2 separate regions of the Triticum aestivum genome follow, and region 1 is linked to region 2. A link is a contact called in public Hi-C data. All regions are on one chromosome and are shown on one strand. Each heading gives the region's core, a stretch centred on a gene start, on an enhancer-like site or on the middle of the called end of the contact. The rest is flanking DNA. Distances are from core to core; before and after follow the strand shown. Region 1 holds the start of LOC123069220 (signaling peptide TAXIMIN 1). Region 2 holds the start of LOC123065153 (GDSL esterase/lipase At5g45910-like).

What was found. A called contact is a pair of places that touch in the nucleus more often than the background predicts.
Region 1: a contact with region 2 is called in a Hi-C map of leaf, with 4 times the contacts expected there. The contact joins the promoter of LOC123069220 here to the promoter of LOC123065153 in region 2. A contact is called at or near these places in 1 of 5 Hi-C or Micro-C datasets (leaf) and 1 of 1 datasets of contacts at active chromatin or transcription factors (leaf).

The regions. Positions count from the first base shown.
Region 1 is chr3B:173,364,375-173,367,670 of IWGSC CS RefSeq v2.1, forward strand. It overlaps LOC123069220 (signaling peptide TAXIMIN 1), which reads right to left and starts at 1,969. Exons shown (of 2, transcript XM_044492012.1): 1 at 1,670-1,969; 2 at 1,143-1,579. The coding sequence starts at 1,803. The coding sequence ends at 1,456. LOC123069219 reads right to left here. Exons shown (of 7, transcript XR_006432356.1): 7 at 2,566-2,882.
Region 2 is chr3B:173,197,063-173,200,225 of IWGSC CS RefSeq v2.1, forward strand. LOC123065153 (GDSL esterase/lipase At5g45910-like) reads right to left here and starts at 1,733. Exons shown (of 5, transcript XM_044488507.1): 1 at 1,416-1,733; 2 at 1,086-1,301; 3 at 855-1,003; 4 at 510-761. The coding sequence starts at 1,653.

The sequences.
Region 1 (3,296 bases), core at 719-3,218, 170 kb after region 2:
TTTTTTAACCGTGTCTCTACCATTAAAGGAAAGTTGGGGACTGCACGTGGTACGCCAAACTCCCCTCCACTTGATCCCCTCTACAAAAAAAACCATCCCCCCTTCCCACACGCACAAAGAAAACCCACCTTCCTTGCCTCATGCAAGAAAAAAAGACACCATATGCCCCTGTCTTTTTCTTCTTCGCGGCCCCCTCGACGAGAGCCGACGCCGCGGCCGTAGGTTTCCTAGCTCTGTTGCCATCGGCGGGAGCGGCGGGAGGGCAGCCGACAGTCGTCGAAGAGGCAGTGGCCACCACGGCGGACTTGGTCGCGGTTGGAGCAGATGCTTCTGACCAGTGAAGATTCCCCAACCTCTTTTCGGTGCGGGCAACAGCGCAGGGTTGGTTACCGGCGGGGACAAGCTGGCGGCAGTGGCCAGCGGGGTGGCGAAAGGGTCTTGGCAACCCATTTCGGCGACGGGACAGTCATTAGTGGCGACGGTGGCGCGTGGGGCAATGACGGCGGGAAGGAAGCAGCAGCGAATGCGGGAGAAAGAGGCGGGCCAGTTTTTACTCGGCAGCGCGGGCATCGGGTATATTTAGACTCCAGCTAAGTGCGGAGTGAAATTTTATTTCTCTGTAGACCTTTAGGGATCAGAGACCTTTAGGGGATCGACTAGAGTTGCTCTTGGGATCGACTAGAGTTGCTCTAAAAGAGCAGGATTGGGGGCCGGATTTGCGATGTCCGGTTGTAGATACTCTTAAGTAGTCCTGGCCATCTGAGGCACGGCCCTGTCGGCCCACCCAGGCCCTGCCCTAAAATCCAGGGCCTAGGCCCGATGGGCTTGCCCGTGGGCCGGGCTTGGGTCTGAGTTTTGAGCCACAAGCAGGGCCTGGACGGGCTTGGGCTTGGCATATTAGCATTTTAAGGAAGAGGCCCGGGCCACTACCCTAAGCCCTAATGGCTTTTTAGGGCTTATTACCAGATGGGCCAGGCTTGGGCTTGAAAAGTAGGCCCGATGGTAGGGCCTGGGAGGGCCTGGGCCTCATTTTTTTGCTGTGGGCTTTTTTAGGCCTGGCCCAAGCCCGGCCCGGCCCGGCCCATGGCCAGATATACTCTTAAGGCAGAAAAGCCCAGTGATCAACATCAAGAGAGCACACGGTAGACATCGTGTCCATAGCAATCGCCGACAAATAACAGCCGAAGAATCTGGCGGAAACAGAACTACAGGCAGTCGCTAACAGTCACGAGAAGTAAAGTCACAATCATCAAACATCGCGGAAGGGATCACAGGAACGATCGAACCAAGGGGGGAAGCTAGCAGGAATCATCAGCCATGGTACGAAATATACGCCGATCAATCTGCGAACATATGTTTCGAGGTGAAAAAAACAACAAGAATCTGCGGACATGTGCAAGGCCGACTAAGCCATGAGCGAGGGGGGCGAGCGAGCGGTCCCTGATCAGCGAGGAATCAGCAGGGTATCTTGGAGGTGAACCACGTCATGACGTGGAGCGGCGCCTTGACGAGCTCCACCGCCGCCTCCAGCAGCAGCGTCACGCACAGGCAGCACGGGCAGATGCACGAGATGGGCAGCCTGTGTTACAGCACGCACCAAACATCAGACCAACAGCCAGGTTGGCGGTGGCAAATCGCGCGGAACGAGGAGGAGGAGGAGGAAACGTACCCGATGATCCAGATGATGGCGCCGACGATGGAGACGAGGACGGCGAGGAGCGCGAAGGGCAGGCCGAGCAGGAACCCGAGCGGCCGACAGCCGTGCTCGTGCTCGCGGTCGCCGCCGCCGCAACAGCAGCACATCTTCCCCTGATCCTCTTCCCTTTTCACTTTCCCTTTCCCCGGCGCGCGTACGAGGCAGGCGAAGCGAGGCTGGTCAGATCGGCGCCGGCGGCTGTCACGCGTCGGGGTGGTTAGGCGTGGGGAACACAGTACGAGTAGCTATATAGCGTCAGGGAGGAGAGGAGACGGGCCGGCTCTGCGGTCGCTTTCCGGCGCGGCGAGTTTTGATTTATCCGCGTGCGGCAAGGTCGGCAATAATGCGCCGCAGTGGGCAGGCGGCAGCGAGGAAATCCGGCAAGGGCGATCCCGGGCCGTCGGTAGGCGAACGGACGACCGAGATGGCCACGGAAGCTGCCCGGAAGGACCCTTGGGCAGCTGCAACGGCCCGGTGACGCGATGCGTTGGTGCGACGTCAGTGTTTGACCACTGAGGCGGCTCTATTTTGGGGGATAACGTGACGACGCCGGCGACCGGAGACGCGTGCCGGCGCGCGACCGGGTGGGTTTAGTCTGGGGGCATTGGACTAATCACAGTATGACACGGCGGGCGGGGTTGGAAGAACGGGCGGCGACCGATCGCCCGTGGCGGTTGCGCCACCGGCTCCCACGTGCCCGTTTGGTCTCTCCAGCCGTCAGCCGGTACACACGGCCGCTGGCCAGTTCATCCCAACTCAATAATTCCGCTTCCTTTCCAGACAGATACTACTCAACAAACTCAAATGCTCCCTGACAACATCGGAACACTACAAAATGGCAGAGGAAAGCTCAGTGAGACGGGATTTCAGGACTGTAAAGCTTGAACTTTCAGGGTGACAAGGGATCAGATCGGATCGACAATATCCTATATATTGATTTAATAGCATCGTGGTCAACTGTAACACATATCCGCTGATACATCACAGAATGTGAAACTTTTGGCCTTCCACTGAACTGTAGCTGACATGAACTGGTTACACTTTGTCCATTGTTCTTCGGCTCTTGCAGCTCAGGCCAACAACACCTCGCCTCCCAGCAGCAAATTATGCCTCAAGCAGGTAAGAGTCTTGATGACTACTGTACAGGTCACGGACCGTGCAAATTTGAGGCGTTTGCGCATCTGTCCTGATCATTCACCAAAGTAAATACACAACTGAATCATCATTTTTCCGAACTGAAGACAGAAATTGGTGTTTAGCAGCACAAGTCTACGATGATTTGTTCAATTGTGTATCGTGTCATCAACTCATTGGAGAAACATATGTGTACGTGACACGGAAACAACAAAACTGGATTTGCTTTAAGGGGCAATATTGCTCGGTATCATTACAAAGATCACGGAAGAGAATATCATCCATGGTGTCACTAGCATGTGGCCTCAGGCCCCACATGACGTCCTTACATTGGATGGTATTGAGCTAATGCTTTCTATTTTTACCACGAAAACATTAGGAGAGTTTCCTACTGCAAATGCTTTCTTACTTTAGTGAAGACTCAAACCTATATTGAGAAAAAACATAAGAAAAAATTACTACATGA
Region 2 (3,163 bases), core at 483-2,982:
GCCACTAGACACGCCACTGCTCCTCGTGCTGGGTTATCGGCTAGTCGTGAAGAAGAAGGAGAACGTTACTAAAAGATGCAGTTGCCGACGCAAAGAAGAATTTTGCTTTAGATAACCTTGGACCGACAAATCTGGATAACCCTTTTCTCCTTGCAAGACTTTTTTTCTGGATAAAATCTGAAACCGTCACTGGAGCCGCTTGCAGCACTGCTGAGCGCACAGGGGAAAAAAGTCGAGCAGGATACACACGTACAGTTGGCCATATCCGTCCCGTGAGCATCGCCCCGGCTCGCAAAGCCGGACACCTGCATGCACTGACGTGTGTGCGTGTCGATCCACTCGCAGGAGGCGGTGCATGCTTAACTTGTTGATGTTGCTAATTAGAGATGTTTGCTAACACGAGAAACACATGTGCTAATCAACCGAAAGAGGCACATGGAGAAGCGCGCGACGGCGCGTGATCGCATGCACGCACGCACGGACGTACCGAAGCTCCGGGGAGAACGCACCATCTCGGTGACCTGGGTGTAGAAGTCGCCGTACATGAGCCTCACGCCGGCGTACTTGCTCTGGAGGCTGCAAATTCCCTGCTTGAGCAGCTGGTTGTGGTAGCGGGACAGGTCGTTGAAGCGCTCAAGGCAGCCGTCCCCGTCGTAGTCGCTCTGGTTGGAGCTCCCGTACAGGGTCAGGTACAGCGGGAAGCACCCGATCGGCAGCACGCCCGGCACCACCACGTCCACCGCGCCCAGCCCGATCAGCGTCTGCGTTGATACGATCATATCATATGGACGGTATCTAGATGAGCTAGACGCTCTAATTTTTTTTTTCAGGAGGTATATCTGGAAGATGTGTACCTCTACGCCGCTTGTGATCTTGTTGACGATGTGTGGCACGTAGGTGTACACCTCGTCGAGGCTCTTGCCGCCGAAGATCGGCGCGTTGTAGTCGTTGCCCCCGAACTCGCCCAAGATGAACAGGGAGTTGCTCAGGTGGCTCCTGCAATCTACAGGCAGATGGACACGTCGCATTTAGGCACATTCCTCACAAAATTCAGTCGAAGGCCCGCAGCATATATATACACTCACCGCTGGCGCCGCCGCAGATGGAAGGCATGAGCTGCTGGAACCACTGGATTTGCGTGTCCAGAGGCCCGTTGTTCCAGATGCTGCTGCCCAGGCCGCGAGACTGGAAGAAGTCCAGGTTCATGGCGGTGGCGCCGATGATGGCCATGTTTGCGCCTTTCCTGAAGTCGGTGCCGTTCCTCTTGGACGGCGGAAGCAGTGGCAGACCGAAGAACTGAGCTGCACGCGCAGCACCAAAGGTCAGAGGCCATAACCATGATCTACCTGGCATGCCGATGCTTCTACTTCGAGTGAGATGGTGGCACGCAAAACAGATCGAATGGATGAATGTACCGAGGAAGTCGACGACGACGCGGCCGTCGGAGCAGCGTCCGGTCGGGCGGCCGAAGTAGCTGGTTCCGTACGGCGGCTGGCCCATGGTGAGCCACGACGGGCAGCCGCCCGTGCAGAGATTGCCGGTGTCGGAGATGGAGTCGCCGAAGTTGTATATCGCATCGTAGCTCTGCCACGACGTCCCGCAGCGGGAGACGCTCAAGAGGAAGAGGAGGGACACCACTGCCTTGGTCAACATTGCTATTTGCTAACTTACAAGATACAGCGGCAAGAACGTTTGCAATTTTATGCCTGTTCGATCGGCGGGCCGCGCCAGAGTTGAAGATGACCCGGTGGCATGGCAACAAGCCTTCCAAGCGATTATAGGCTCCTAAGTGCGTCACTGCGGACTTGCAAGTGTACGTACGTGTCGCCGACTCTCCATTAGTCGGTGCACGTAGAATACAATACAACGGTGCGATAATTAGAAAGGGGCTGCTACTTTTGGAATTTTTCCATTTAAAAGAGTTTTTTAGGGTACATGGACCATCAAATTTAAGATGTAATATTAAGTTGGTCCAATGGTTAATCTCTACTCCTAATGGAGCAGTTGGTGAATAGTCTTCACGGTTTATTTTCGCTATTTTTTTCCGTCTCTCCTCCCATCACCCCTCCCATCCTGGTCAATCGGTTTATTTTTCTCTCCACTCTTTATTACAACCAGGACTTTCCTAAGGTATAACAAGTCACGGATCTAACTTCCTTAAATTATTCGTATCAATCGATTCCTTTTATTGATTCAATTTGTCTTAGGAAACAAATAACAAATTTTTAAGAAACAAGTAATAGATTTGAATTTAACTTTCCTAACTTATCTAAATCAATCGATTTCTCTCATTAGTGAAATTTGTTTTAGGAAACAAACAACAGACACATCACAAACTTTCCTCCCAATAAATAGTTTCTTAACATTTGCAAACTTTCCTAACCAGACACGTCACAAACGGGCAGATACCGATATCATGTTACCAAACAATAAAACCCCATTTGCATAGAAATCAGTTCAGAATTCTAACTTTTCTAAATTCTTACCTTTCCTTGATAACATCCAATAGTTCCTATGTTTTCCACCTATTGAAGAAAATCACCCCTCCATCGATATTAGCATTTTTTGGAATGAGATCTCCGGGTTATGATTTTTTTGTGATTCTTTCCAATTGTGACCTCTCCTTCCGCTCCGGCTCCTTCTCGCATAATCACCTCCACCACAGCCAGCTGACGCCATCCTAGATCTCTTGCCTCTCCACACCTTCTCCGCGACCTCCTCCTTGTACTCCACTGACAATCCCTCCGCCACGTTTGTCCACGGCGGTGTCGAGGGCATGGCGCAACAGTGTACCAGTGGTAGAGCAGCGCATATCAGCAGGAAAAAGCACGCAGCAGGCGAGGCGAGCGGCCGACGGTGGAGGGCAGAGATGCAGCCGGCATGGCTGAAGGGGCGGCCGACAGAAGATGGCTGCGACAGGAGGCGGCGCAAGGCAGGGGCGCGACAGCGGGGCGAGCGAAGGGATAGGCGGCATCAGAGGGGCGAGCGCAGCCAGTGAGAGTGTGACGCGCAGCCAGGGTGTGCATCACGCGGGGCACAGTGGTGCGGTGGCTGTGGCGAGCGTGATGGCAACGGCGGGCGCGACGGACGCGGTGTGGCATGTGCGTGGGCATGGAGAGCCAGAGAGGGAGTGGCCCCGCAGGCGTGGAAGAAGAGCTGAAGG